3 separate regions of the Mus musculus genome follow, and all the other regions are linked to region 2. A link is a contact called in public HiChIP or PLAC-seq data. All regions are on one chromosome and are shown on one strand. The core of a region is the stretch at or near the end of the contact, and the rest is flanking DNA. Distances in the headings are between cores, read along the strand shown. Region 1 has its middle 26 kb from the start of Gm31155. Region 2 overlaps Efnb1 (ephrin B1). Region 3 has its middle 48 kb from the start of Gm31155.

The links. HiChIP or PLAC-seq counts read pairs in DNA pulled down with a chosen protein or histone mark.
Region 1: a contact with region 2 is called in a FOXA1 HiChIP or PLAC-seq map of pancreatic cancer cells. The contact joins two enhancer-like sites. A contact is called at or near these places in 10 of 484 Hi-C or Micro-C datasets (the CH12 cell line, ECoMG myeloid progenitors, the P5424 cell line and 5 more) and 4 of 115 datasets of contacts at active chromatin or transcription factors (embryonic brain, embryonic stem cells and pancreatic cancer cells).
Region 3: a contact with region 2 is called in a FOXA1 HiChIP or PLAC-seq map of pancreatic cancer cells. The contact joins two enhancer-like sites. A contact is called at or near these places in 2 of 115 datasets of contacts at active chromatin or transcription factors (embryonic brain and pancreatic cancer cells) and 1 of 9 other capture datasets (embryonic stem cells).

The regions. Positions count from the first base shown.
Region 1 is chrX:99,529,464-99,534,050 of GRCm38.p6, forward strand. No RefSeq gene overlaps it. Among named protein-coding and RNA genes, the nearest start is that of Gm31155, 26 kb to the right of the region's middle. Within about 2 kb of position 1,983, at least 46 of the 459 cell types and tissues checked have an H3K27ac peak or open chromatin away from gene starts, as enhancers often do. A contact at or near this core is called in pancreatic cancer cells, where this site is marked.
Region 2 is chrX:99,148,576-99,153,326 of GRCm38.p6, forward strand. It overlaps Efnb1 (ephrin B1), which reads left to right. Exons shown (of 5, transcript NM_010110.5): 5 at 1-447. Among named protein-coding and RNA genes, the nearest start is that of Efnb1, 15 kb to the left of the region's middle. Within about 2 kb of position 1,561, at least 53 of the 459 cell types and tissues checked have an H3K27ac peak or open chromatin away from gene starts, as enhancers often do. A contact at or near this core is called in pancreatic cancer cells, where this site is marked.
Region 3 is chrX:99,603,167-99,608,108 of GRCm38.p6, forward strand. No RefSeq gene overlaps it. Among named protein-coding and RNA genes, the nearest start is that of Gm31155, 48 kb to the left of the region's middle. Within about 2 kb of position 2,160, at least 23 of the 459 cell types and tissues checked have an H3K27ac peak or open chromatin away from gene starts, as enhancers often do. A contact at or near this core is called in pancreatic cancer cells, where this site is marked.

The DNA of each region.
Region 1 (4,587 bases), core at 733-3,232, 380 kb after region 2:
TCCCTACAGGTGTAAATCCTCTTCAGCAGAAGTGCTCAGGTTGCTCTGTGACTGGAAGTGGGGAAAGCACTGTTCACATCTTGTCATCATGGCTCTTGCCCATTCGTTCCATCCTTGTCTAATTGATTGGCAACTACTTTCTTTTAACTGGGCTTACTTGGGGACAACACAAACCTTTGTGCCAAACTGAGCAGCAAGATCCGTTATATCATTTGGGCTGGTTCTGTTGTTTTCCTAATAAACCTTCAAGTGAGTATGTCCAGCTGTGGTTGTGGCTGTGGTTGCGGCTCGGTGGTAGAATGTTGACTTAGTGTGTGCAAGCCCCAGCACACAATAACTGAGTTGGTTACTCACGCCATAAGAATGCTTATTTATGCACTATAATCTTATAATACCAGTCGTATTAACATCTTCCTTCTGTGGCTCTGGGGAAGGATGAGGATAGAAAATTCGAGCCCCCCCCCCCTTCATGGAGGGGAATGTGGGTAAAGAGTGCCTTCTCACCTATGTCAAGAAGCAGCTTTGATAAACTCTGAACATACTGGGCCCAGAAATACCCCACTGTAAAGCTGTGTGGTACACGAGAGAAGCCAGAAAAGACATGAGGAAGAAGGGCGGTGGCTAGGTAGCCCTTAGAATGTGAGTGATGTCTCACAAACTCCCCAATACCTGATCAATCACTGATTTCCAGAAGACCCGAGGAAAATGGGATGGGAGGGAGGTCTAGGGCTGGAGCATCTTTGAGGAAGCCTGGTAATGTGTATGCATTATGCAGATTCTGTGTGCCCTTCATATGATGGCACAATTCAGGCCAAGTCTACCCATATTTGATGAGATTGGTGAGCCCAGATCATGGTGGCCACCTGGCCCCGACCAAATAACTTCATTGTACATCACTTGCCCTGTTTTACAAACAAGGAGGGAAGAGGACCTTCCTTACACCCTGGCTATGAGGAGTAGCTGACACAAAATGTATGAATGGAACCTCACCCAGATATTATCCTGAGTATTCAAAGAATTCAATACGCATGCTTTGGCTCCTTTGGTTCGCAAGGCAATGTTCCAGGCATCTGAGTGTGTGTGGAGGAGGGGGGAGGAGGGGAGGGGGAGGGATGTGGAGGGGGTGTGGAGGGGGCGTGGAGGGGGGGTGTGGAGATGAGCACAGTACTGTCCTTACAGCCGAGAAGCCAAAACAGACACACTGTTTGGTTTGAACCCTATGAAATGGCCAACATTCAACCAGTTTTTGGCCCACAACCCAGTACTACTCTGACATGCGGATCAGACAGCAAAGTAAGCACAGAACAGGACGGGGGTAGGAGAGAGACTTTCTGGAAGAATGAGGGCTGGCTCCTCCGAGCAGTCTGCTTCCAGAGACTTGAAGGTCTTGAAACGGTGGACTGCAGTGGGCTGAGAGTCAGCCAGGCAAGCCTGCCAGGCTGGAAGTCGTGAAGGACAGCTGAGCCCAGGGAGCTGGGTGGGACACATTGTGGAGGGTCTTAGCTGGTGACTTTGAAATTGAGCCTTAGGGGTTGGCAAACAGAAGCTGCTATCGTCCCTTCATGTTTAGTGAGCTGAGTGGCCCAAAGTGGCCCAGCAGCTTTGTAACTCTGCCACAGGAAGCAGGGGCAGCAGCAGGAGAAACTAGCCAAAAAAAAAAAAAAAAAAAAAAAAAGAAGGTTCTGGAACGGAGCTGGGAAAATGTATTCTTGAGTGGCCAAGGGAGGCTGAGGAATGTTTTCCCCTGGAGACCTTGTAGGGAAGTCTTTAATAAAGTCTGGTCTTAGAACAGTTCTGCCCAGAGGCCCTGGACCAGATGACCTATTTGGGCTCTTTCCAGTCTGCAGCATAGGTGATCTCATCGTTTCCTATTCCTCTGGATAGGGCAACCTCTCCCAATCACACTCACTGGGGCTATTCCTCCCCTTAGAGATCCCATGTTCCCAGAGCTGCAGCTCTTCCGGTTGATGATTCACAACATTGTCAGCAAAATCATGCCAGTGTCTAGCCGCCATCCTCCTTGCTGTCAGCCTGAGTCAGCATAGCTGTTCTCTCACTGTCCCTTGGAGGTGATAAAGCATAGATGAGTCTACAGAGACAAGGTACATCTCACCAACACAGGGGGCTTTTAACTCAAAGAGCCTAGATTTGAGTCTTGGCAAGTTGTATGAGCCTGAGAAAGTCTTTTATGGGCAGGGAGTAAGTAAACTGACATTTGTGGCTTGTTACTAGAGACTCTATACTTATTTGCTGAATGAATCTGATAGAGGCATTATTTATTTGATGGGAAGAACAGTGAGGCTCCATGATGCTCACCATTTATTCATGGTCCAACTGGTACGTGATGCAGCTACAGTTGAAGGAAGGTTCATACTTTAGCCTATGGTGGCAGCTGTTGCTTTATCATGTGCAGCCTTAATTTCTATTACCTATAAGCTGGTGGTAATACTCTCTGGTCCACTGAGTTACTAGGAGGAATCAAAAGATACATATTTGCAGGGTATGATGGCATATGCCTGAAATCTTAGTACTCCAGGGGGGAAGAAAAAAGGATCAAGAGTTCAAGGCTAGTTAGTTTGGGCTATATAGTGAAACCCTGTATCAAAAGTCAAAACAAAACTCCCTTCTTATGGCATGGGAGGGATATATAAACCCAAATGTGCAGATACTAAGAACTGTAAAAACTCAACCCTAGTCACACCTCTAGGCTTCTTTGCTTTGGTCTGGAACTCTTTTTCCATCTCAGCTCTTACTGCATTGGATTGTCATATACATGTCATTTACATGGCAGTGTAAGGGATGGAACCCTAGGGCCTTGTGCATGCTATGCAAGTACTCTTCCATTGAGTCATCCCAGCCCTGTCAAGCCTTTCTTTAGCATGTTTGCTTGCCTAATTCACTCGGGAGCATCTCCAGGGCATGTTGCCTGCCCTGGCTCGTGGTAGCGTGCAAGAAGCCCAGCTTAAGTGGCTCGTGGATTCACAGCTTTCCCCAGCCTTGCAATGCCTTTAGAGTTCCAATTACCCTCCCTCCTCTTGGCTCCAGACCCATCATCTCCCCACACAGAAGCTAGCATCCTCCCTCCTACCTGCCACTAGCCATGCTGACCTTGGCCAGCTGGATCCCAGTCTTCAGCATGTAGCTTTAGCCTCTTTGAGCTCTTTGCACAATTCCACTGCTCTACCGTTGCCAGGATACTGATAGAATAAATGACATGCTTCGGTTATGCTCATATGCTGTGCACTTTCCTACTTCTGTACCTTGGCTCCAGTGCTTTGGCAGAATGTCCTTGCTCACCCAATGTCCCCATTTATGAAGTCCCTCCTGACCACTCACTTTCAACATTCCATGCATCCCCGCTACAAAGCAATAACCTTTACAGGGCTCCCTGCACCTTCTACCTTCTTAGGAATCACCTGCATTCATTGTGTGGGCACAGGCAAGCTCCTATCTCTATTCTGGCCCTTGGCCTCCTATCTCTACCCATGTCTAGTGACTCCTCCCAATTTTGCCTTTTTATGATCTTGCTTTTGGAAAGGTTAGGAGGTGACAAGTCACAAAAGAGTCCCAAGTAGGACCTTCGAGGCTTGAGAGCATGTGCTCTGCTCCCGGGCCTACAAATCAGCTTCTCAGATCTTACATGCTAATTGGCTTGCTTAATAAAGGGATAAATAAATATCTGCTTAACATGATTACTGTCAGAGTCCTGAGCTCCAGAGCCTTCCCATCCTTGGGGTTTTACTACAGGAGAAGCTAATTAGCTCTAATTAGGCAACTCCCAGGTGCCTTAGACAGAGAAAATGGTGGGGGTAGATGGGGAGAGTGGAAGGCAGGTGGGGAGGGGGCAGGAAAGCGACCTAACTCACCCCTCCCCACTCCTGTGCAGGCTACTCAAGCCTGACCTGCTATAGACTCTTCAGGTACCTGGTTCAGAACTTCATCCACCTGAGATCAGGGAAGGAAACATTTGGAGAAGCTACCGGGTGCTGGATCCTGCACCAGCCATATTCTCTGCACAATCTCATTTGATTGTCATAGTGAAGCAAGAACTAGTTGTGGCCCTAATCTGTAGACGGGGAGATTGGGATATATTAGAACCAAGAACAGGGTGGCAGAGGTGCCCAGCTGGATTCAGTTCTGAGGCCACATGCATTGTCTGGCTATCACTGCCCCTTCCTCTAGAAAACAGTGTATGTAGTCTGTGGGGGCATCTTAGGGCAATCTGCAAGAGAGGTTTTCCAGAGTGAACCAAACTGGTCACAGCCAGAGCTGGTCCAGTAGCTAGGGAAGTTGGTCGCCTTTTGGATTCCTCATCTTCACTGCCATGAAGTAGGTCCTCGAAATCTGTAGACATCCAAGTGACTGATCATGTAAGGGCAAGAAGTAGCTGGAATGGACCAGGTTTTCAGGAGGGGTAGTACACAAGGAGGAAGCACATGCGTTCCAGGCCAGCCACGGCTACATAACAAGACCTTGCTCTAAAAGTGATATCTACAGAGAAGCAACCCTCTTCTGTCATGTCATCATATCTCTGAGAAAGGCTCCTAGGAGTTGAAGTTTGAATCTGGGTTTGGTTGTGTTCTGCCA
Region 2 (4,751 bases), core at 311-2,810:
CCCCACCCCACCCCCCGCCCCGAGTTTGGAGCTGGGGCCTGGAAAGAGGAAGAGGCTGCTTGGGGCTGGGCCAGCCTGCAGTGCACTTTGACCCCAGCTCCTTGGCAGCACGGCTGCTAACAGACTGCCACTCAACTGTGCCTCGCAGGCACTCCCAGGGCTGCCATGGAAGGAGCTGGGCCTTACACCACCCACCTCCACACTGCCTCCTGGCCAGCTGCCCACCCCGGTGCCAGGTGGGAGAGGGAGCAAAACAGCCAGCCCCTTCCAGGTGGCAGTCGGAAGGGATTTTTGTTTTTGATTCTGTTGCCATTTGTGTAAATACTAGTCTTTTTTGGAAGAAATAATGTAAAGATGTTTTGTATAAACTCTGAATTATTTTCTTGTTGCTTTTTTCTTAGAAAAAAAATGAGAACTAAAAAAAAAAAAAAAAATTAACCACATGGAGAAATGAGTGTAAACTAGTGTCATGATGTCGGGGAATGAAGTGTGATAGTGTGTCTGTATGTGCCTGTGCCTGTACTTGTGTGTGTGAGAAAATTCCTTTGCCAAACCAGAGATGATCAGGGCCAGTGGCTGTCCTGTGAAGCAAGCTCGTTAAAGTGCCCATGTGCTTCCTGCCGCTTTCTGCCTCCTAAGTGTCTTGGCCTCCTTGTTCCGCTGCCCTGTAGCCTGAGGTCCCCCCTCCCCCCAGCCATCCCGTCACCGCTGTGGCGCAGACCATAGGCATCTGCCCTGGCTGGCACCAGGCTCAGACAGAAAAGGTTGATGGAGAGGGGGTGTTCCCATGGGGAACCTGGGTGTGTCTCCAGGTACTGCCACCACCTGGTTGGAACTAAATGTGGAACCCTATGGCAGGCCCAACCCTGTCCTGCCCCAAGATGTCTGAAGCTGGAGAGAACCGACGTCCAAAGATGGCTCACTGGGCACTAGGGTGACTTCATACTGCCCATTTGGCCTCTCAGCCAAAACAATCTTCCTTTTCCTGTCTTCACAATGGGAGCTACACCAGAGGTGCCGCCATGGCATACTTGGTGGCTTCTGGCTGGCAGTGAAGGCCCTACAGCTAGAACAGCACTGACTGCCCAGGCTCCCTTCCACAGGTCGATGAGTAATTGATGTGTTCAGGTCAGAAAGTGCTGAGGGGTCCTAAGCAGGGTTGGCTTTCCATCCTTTGACAAGAGGTACAGACTGGCAGGGCCCAGAGGAGCCTGTGAACTTTTCAAGGGACCACCTCTGCCAATGGCTAAGACAGCTATCAGGGGAGGCGGAAAAGTGAGATCCCACCAGCTAAAAATGGGTGAGAAAGTGATAGAGGGAAGGAGGAGGAGGAGGGATGAGGGTGTGAGCGAGGGATCCAGCAGGAAGCCCACTGGAACAGGCAAGGAGCAGGCCCAGCTCCCAGACAAGTGGGGAGCACTGAGAAGGAAGGGGGAGGAGGGCCTTGAGAATGTGGGACTTGCCAGGGGAGGGAAAAGAGGCTGGTCTAGAATAGGGCTGGGCCAGCCTAGGGTGCTGCTGGAGCCAACTGGGGCAGAGTCTGTTTATTTGGTTTCTCATTAACCAAAGGAAGTGCTTGGATCAGATCAGGCCTCTGCTGTTTGACTGCTTGCCCTGAGTGGGGCCCAGCCTGAGCTGGGAGTCTCTGACCAGGGCTAGCTCTGGACAGATGATTGTCTCTGACCTCAAGGTGGGTGAGCCTGACGTAGACCTCCCCAATCTTGTCCTTTAGCAGTCCCCTAACCTGGTGATGGATGGGGTGAGGTAGGGGACAGGAGTAGGATCCCGGAAGTAAGATGTGGGGATGTAAAGAGGAATTAGGAGGAGACAAAGGAAAGTCTGGGCCGTCCTACCCAACCCCAGAAAGCTTCTGGCGCGCTGCTTCCTGGCATGAGTGCCATGGCTGGTGTTCCTGGGTACGCCGTGTAGAAGTGGCCTTCGCCAGGAGCCTAGCTGCACTTTTGTCAAGTATGTAACATGGCCCATCTCTCTGAGCTGCAGAAGATGCATTATGAAAATGGCAGGTAGGGAAATTGCTTGCCTCATATTTGATGGGAGGAACTGAGACCCAGCAAGGCATAATGTATCCAGAAATGCACACCAGGTGAAGAGGGTCATGAGGGACTCAAATCAGAGAAGTTCCCAGACAGGGAAGCAGGTGATCCCCCCCACACACACCCCTCACTTCTCCATTTGCCTCTTCCTTGCCAGCCTTGAGGAACAAGAGTCCTTCTTACCCAGTTCCCTCACCCTCTCATCTGGGTCAGGGAAGGGCCAGGCTTAGCTCCAGGGAGGCAGAAGGGGTGGTCCTCTAGTGGGATGGGCTCCAAAGCAGCCCCACCCTCTACTCGCCTTCCTGTCCCAGCTGGGCCCTAGCTCCTGGTGAGTCAGGGATAGAGGATGCTTCCCAGGTGAGGGTGGGGCTGCCTGGCTTCCTCTGCAGGCAGAACCCAATTGACCTAGGAAATCCAACCGAGCTGCTGTTACCCAGGCCTGGGTTCCCCAGAAAGGGACGACCAGCTTTGTAGAATTTGAAGGCCGAAGCTCCTTTGAGTTGGTTGAGACCCAGTCAATTTTAAGAGGTTAGGCTGCATTCCCAATGTTTGTGGGATGTGGCTGGCTCGGGACCCTCTAAAGCAGGGTAAAAATGGGTCCAAAAATCAAAGGAGGGTTGCAACCCACCTGGGGATGTCCTAGGTTGGACCCTGCTAAGCAAGTGGCCCTCTGACCAGCTGGTGCCAATCACTCTTGGAAACCTAACCCACCTACCCAGACATGTAACAATCCTAGTGACAACCCATCTCGGTCAGCCTAAGGAGTGTCCTTGTCCATCTGCTGCTGATGGTACAGCTGGCCATCAGATCTTGGCTCCTCCCTTGGGAAACACCTGAAGGGGGTGGGGGAAGCAGCACCTGCCCAAGGTAGAGGTCACAGAGCCCTGGGCAAGAGGGATCGAAGGGCATGGGGAGGAAAGTCATTGCAGGTTTTGTTTCTGGGGGTTGATTATTATTCATCTGGCCAAGAAAAGGGGAAGAGGAAATGCTGGAGGTTATGGGGAAAGAGGAATTTAAAGGTCTGTGGAAGGTAAGAGGTTTGCCAAGGGGCCTTTTGATCCGGGACTCCTCGTTTGACCAGACCACTGCCTTGTGTGTGTGTGTGTGTGTGTGTGTGTGTGTGTGTTTGTGTGTGTGTGTGTGTGTGTGTGCGTGCATTGTCCTCTCTGATAATGTAGAGGTAGTATGAGATTTGTCCATTTTCCTTAAAACAATCCCAGCAATACATGAGATTCCTGACCCCAGGTCCCCCAAGTTCTCAGAGTCTTTTAGTACTTGGCTGAATTAGATCGGCTTACTCTGTGACTGGGTGGTGGGAATGTGAGAGGCAGATTAAACATATGCAGATTCAAAACTGGGCTTCTAAAGTCAGTCTTTCATTCATTCGTGCATTTTTTTTTTTTTTTTGCCAACAAATGTTGGATACATGGCACACTGAGGCTTCTTCAGTGACAATGTAGTGGATAGTTTGGCTTTCCGGTGCTCCACATGCAGTTTTCATCATAACTAATCAAAGCTGGCCTCTTGCAAGGCTCCTAAGAGGTTATCCTGCTGTCCCTATACTGGTCTGCTGCTTCCAGTGCAGCTCCCCCACTACAACCGCAAACACTTCCATAGCTTATAGGAAGGAGCAGCACAGCCTGCCTGGCCCATCAGTCACGTGGATGAAGGTGATGGAAGAGCAGCTGGCTTCTGAAGACTTTCCCATTCTCTGCCCAGATCCCCAGGGGAAGGGTTCTGGGAGAAACAAGGGCAGAACCACACTGGCTGAATTGGACAAGCCTTCCACTCAGGCAGAAAATCAGGAGCCAGAAATGGTAGAGCTGTTAGCTCCTTTCCAGACCGACCCTTTCATGAAGGAACTGAGAAGACTCTTCCCCAATGGGCACAGAGGAACACATCTCTTCTGTCCTGCTGGAGACGGAGACAGGGATGGGTGGGAGGCGACAGAGGAGGAGAGACCAGAGAAAGGGGCAGGTGCACACATCAAAGGGCTGCAGGGGGTTGAGCCAAACACATCTACATATATGTAATGTTTATACTGACAAACTGGGTAAGTTTGTTTAAGGTGATTACCAAAACAGCTGAGAAAAATGTGCCCCCATCTATCCCCCCATCCCGGGGAGATTTAAGCCTGGTTCAAAGCTGGCTTCGAAAACACACTTTGCGCAATTCTCCCTGGGGGGCCACTCTTCTGAGGCACCTCGCATAGCCCTGAAGCCACTCATCAGCATAACAGCTTGACAACATCTGCAAGGGCCTTTGACCCAGCCGGTTAGTGGCACAGACACTGAATTGGGCAATCCAATGCTAAGCGGAGGCTTAAGGACCCTGTGGCCTCCCCCTTCCCTGGGTGCAGAACACTACTGTCCAGCCTCTTGGGCACACTTCAGGGCAGGCTCCTTCCATCCTCCTACCAGGCTGCTTGGGCTCTTCGGGCCAGTCTGACAGTTAGCTGTCCCTGCCCTGTCTTCAGTCCCTCTGCACACACTAATAGCCATGACAGTAACATGCTTTCACATGCAAATTGCTATGGAATTCTCAGCCCCTGCTGGTGCCCCAGCCCCCAAGGCCTCCCCCTGGGCAGATTCAGAGAAGAGAATGGAATCTTTCAAGCTGTTGGGGCGGTTTTTTTTTTTTTTTTTTGAGACCTTGGAGTCCAGCCCCCTTTTTAGATGGATGGGAAAACTGAGGCCT
Region 3 (4,942 bases), core at 910-3,409, 460 kb after region 2:
TTGTGAGGTCGCTTACTGAGTCAAAGCACTTTCTTTGAAGACTGGCAACCAACCTGAGTTCTACCCCTGGACCCCGTGTAAAAACAGAAGGAGAGAGCTGCTTCACATAATTGTCCTGTAAGCTCAACACATACGCACATGCACAATCACACGCCACACGCAGACACACACTCGTACGTGCATGCATGCATGCAATCCAGCAAGCATGCACACGCACAAACACATGCACACACAATTAACGAATTAAAATAGCGAACTCCAGAGTTGAATTTGAATTTCACATAAACAGTAAACACTTCTCTGTGTGTATGTGTTATGTTGCTAGGGATCAAGCCCAACCCCCACCCCATCCCCACACACACGTGCTAAGAAAGAACAGCGAATACTTTTGTAGTGTAAACGTCTACACTCGACCCTCCACATCCGCAAACTCTGTTTCCTGATGCAGCCAGCTGTAGATTATATATTTGGGAAAAAATAGAGTGTGTATCAGCCGTGCACAGCCTTTTGTTTGTGGATCATTGCCTAGACAGCGCTTGTATAAAGACATAGAATGACAACTACTTCCACAACACTTCAATTGTATTTGGTATCACAAGCCATCTAAAGATGATTTAAAGCATGCAGCAGGATGTGTGTTGGTCATGGGGAACTACTATGATGGGGCTTGGGGGACAAGTAGACTAAAAAGGATACACCCATATGGAGAAATCTTCACCACTTCCCTGAATTATCTGGCCGTACTGCTGTTTCATTCGCTCAATCTGACCACCCTATTTCAGTGCCTGAGCATGTTAGCAGTGCCTTTTAACGCCCCCTCACTTGCTAAGAGCGTGAGGAAGGGCCCTTCTTTGGCACGGTATCAGTTCTGTCCTCCCAACAGCTGGCTGTGGAGAAGTTCACTATTAGCACTCAACGTCCTCTTGGTTTTAACAGAGGGGAGACTGGATGTCAGACCTCGGTAGAGTCCTGAGCAGTCAGTGCACACACATGCTGGGTGATCTTAGGCAGGTTCTTCTACCTGTTGGAACCCCATGGTCCTCCTTTCAGAACAGTGCCAGCACTTATGTGGACTCACAGGGTTATACTGAGAGAAGCATCCAGGAAGCTCCAAAGCTGTCAGTAACCTGCTGTTACCAGTCCTGGGAGCCACCCTTCTCCCCTCCTTCCCTTCCTTGTGCACCACGTGCCACAGATTTTGTGTGTGTGTGAGGTAGAGAGAAGAATGCAGGCAGCTGATGGGGGTTTGGTCTTTGGGGTCCTATGCTGCTGCCACACTTGGCCTGTGGCAACATGGGCTCCTGCGTTCTGTCAACCATAGTTTCTGAGTAATCCAAGAAAACCCGGGTCCTTCCTCTGGCTGTCGTCTGACTCAAGGGGAGGACTGGATGAGTGTTGAAACTGTGCTCCAGTCACAGGAAGATCTGCTGGAGAGGGGGAGGGGTGTCCCTGGCAGGTAGGGGAAAGGCCAAAGGGAGGAAGTGGGGGTGGGATTTCACCTTCCTTCAGGTCCCTGGCCCCTCAACAGCAGGTCTCCAGCTCTGGAACCTAGGAGAAACCAGGGTTTGTCTTCCTGGACACTTCATTTCAGAGCCTGTTCCCCTCACCTGTGAAGAATAGATAAGACCCCCCGACACACACACACACACACACACACACACACACACCCAGGTGAGTCAGTAGAAGAGAGAAGATCCGTGTGCCCACAGGAAAGCTGCACAGTCATGTGTGGGCTTTTGTTTCATCGTCTGTACAACTGGCAGTCAAGTGTCTGCCTTCCCCGGTGCTGGGAAGATCGATCAAGGCGTTCTCTGGGCACCCCTTCCCACCCCTGCTGGCTCACTGTAGTTTATTGTTTAGGACCTGTGAAAAGGTTCCATGTTTGCTTTGAGACTGGGCCTGGAGTCAGCGATCCTCCCACCGTAGCTGCTAGCATCATGGGCAAACACCACCATGCCAAGCCTGGCTCCCTTTCCTGAGAAATCACATTAACACCCCCCCCCCCCAGCACAGCCACCCTCTCTGACTGCCTGTTGCGCCTCTGTCTGGACTTTGACCCTCATGTGTCATCATGACAGATCTCCTTGTCTTGCCAGACTCTAGTCCCTGCCTGTTCCTGGTTTCCTCTGTGCCTTGGACCTGGCATGGAGCCTGCGCGCAGTAAACCTTTGCAGGGTGAATGAGAGTGTGCCTCCTCGTGCTGCTGTGCAGTACAGCTATGAAGAGTTGTTAGTCAGACATTTGTCTTTGAAACGTACAATTCTTTGTATCCTCACAGGCGTTGACCTCCTTTGCCTTTTTCCCGGCTGGACTTCACCTCTTCTTCAGCAGATGCCCCTGGGCTGTGAGCAGCAGGGCAAGGATGACACTGGGCTGACAAACTGGGCGGGGAGGGGGCACATCTGGTAGATTCCAGGGCCAGCTGGGGCAGTGTGTGCTTGCTCCTGGCCTCTCTGCCTTGCTCTTCCGCTCTGCTGAGCTCACTGCAGCCAGCTGCAGACACCTCATCATTGTACTGATGGAGCTGAGCTGGAGGCAGTTCAGAGGAGAGCTGGAGAGCAGTGTGGGGTGGTAGGACCTGGTGCACAGGTGGCTAGCCAGACCATGCCAATGAGCTGGCCCACAGGGAACCTGAGAAGCTTAGCATCTGTGTGCCAGTCTGCAGAGCAATGGAAGAGATGAGCTATCTGGGAAGACAGACAAACCGACAGACAGACTGGATACTTAAAGTAAACAGGCTGCTTTCACCACAGGCAGGCTTGGACACCCTGCAGAAGCCAGCATCTTTTCGAACCTTCATTGGGTGTCATCACCATGTCTGAGGAAAGACCAAACTCTTGGAGACTGAAGTCAAGGAAAGAGGCTGCCATCATGGGGGAAGGGGTCTGGCAATTCTCGGGGATAGTCAAGGTCAGTGGAGGGAATTCATAGGTGATCCAGAGTGCCCTAGCTGTCTAAGGTAGGAGGAGACTTTGGCCTCAGCAAAGAGAAGGACTTTGGCAGCATCCTCTGTATGTCACTGGAGCAGCCTGCTTGGAAATCCTGGGGCCAATGGACTCCTTCCACTCTGCTTTGTTTTACCTTAGGAGCTGAGGTAGCTCTTACCAGTCTTCACCCTGACACCTGCCTAGGGACACGTCCCATACCCTTCCCCGCCACTGTTTGGTGTTCTTCACAGCATTACACACACTTTTAAATGTACCAGTCACCTTCCCCACCCTCAACATGGAAACTCCTTAAGAGTCTGGAGCACATGTACCATACAGCACATGTATACACATGCAGCACACTAAATGACTAAACAAACTAGGATGGAATTTCCCTTTTAGAAAAATGGTCCAGCCTGAGCAGAGACGATTCAAGCACAGACATGTGCCACAGGCATCCCTGGGCTTTTTACTTCATTGAAGAAAACATTTGTCCCTTTTCAAGGCAGTGTTGAGAGAGAGAGAGAGAGAGAGAGAGAGAGAGAGAGAGAGAGAGAGACCCTGCTTTTACAGACCTCGTTGTAAGTCACGGGGAACTTAGCCAGTGATAAGAAAGAAAGTCTTTCTTTCTTGATAGGAAAGAAAGTCATGGGCAGGGCTGATGAGACTGGGCTCGCTTATTCTTCATAAGAGAAGGACAGTTTTGCATGGAAAATTCAAATCCAGTGGCCATTTTAGTGGAAAGCTAAAGGTGTTGAAGGTAGCCCAAGGTCATCAGAAGATGAAACATGAAACTCCTGAAATTGGCATGTGCCTGACGAGAGTGCAGAGATCTGGGTGGCTTGAGTATTTGAAACACATAATGGTGACAGGATGCTTGGGTCTAGATGCCAATGACCTATTGGTTAATTTCTTATGTTATTTACAAACCAAGAACCAAGGACTGCCAAGCATTGGGAAAAGCTTTCAAAGGAGACTGACCCCGCTTGCTCCTTTCCGGAGCTCTAGTCCTGAGCAGTTCCCGTGGGTGTTTTCTTTTCTTCCTTACCTATGGCTACAGAACACTTTCCATAAGTTTGGCTGAAGACCATGATAGCTGCAGGTAGTAATGTCTGGGGAGCATTTGATTGCTACCTACTGTCCTTAATCCTGCCAGGCTTCCCCCCTTTGCCTACTGAAGGGCAAAGTGGGCAAAACTGTTATTTGATAGATGTAAAAATAACGATGTATAGAGAGTGTGCCCACAGTCAATTACAAAGCACTTCCCATCCCACCTTTTCATGGACCTTGGCATTTTAGCCTTGTAATTTTGTTTGGTTTGCTTTTTTTTGTTGCAGGTAAGCTCTTAATTATGTAGCCCCAATTAGCTTTGAACGTGAGATCTTCTTGCCCAGGACTGTATGTGTGTACTACTACTACAGGCAGCCATTCTAGCCTCTTTTGAGGGAAGAAGAAAAAAGACAGAGAGGTTGAGATTTTGCAAGGCCATACAGCTAGTTCATGATGGTGCTGGAACTGCCTCTGGGGAAGGAGTGGGGGGATTGGGAGGTGAAGCCCAGGAGACATCACTGTCACTGACATGGAGGGCATCCTATCTGAATCACATGGCATAAGAGAACTAATGTGGACTTTAAAGTCAGACAGCCTAGGATTAGAATCGCAGAGGTTTAGGATTGAGGTGTGACTCAGTGCAGAGGTTTAGGATTGAGGTGTGACTCAGTGCCGGAGTCTTTGCTCAGCATCAGCATCCATGAGGACTTGGGTTCAACAACAAGCCCTTCAACTACAAGCAAAGGACTTCTGAAGTGTTGTGGGACTCGAGCACCACATTAGCCTGTTTCCTGAAGGCTAATTAGACTGAAAACTCTCTGCTTTGTGTGCTTGTTATGGACTTAACATAATCCCCACTGCATGCGTGCCCCATATGGTACCTAGCACGCAGCAAATGCTGGTTCTTATATGCACATGTTTGCTAAGTTATGTCTGAATGAAGTGAAACATCAGTTTTGAGGGTA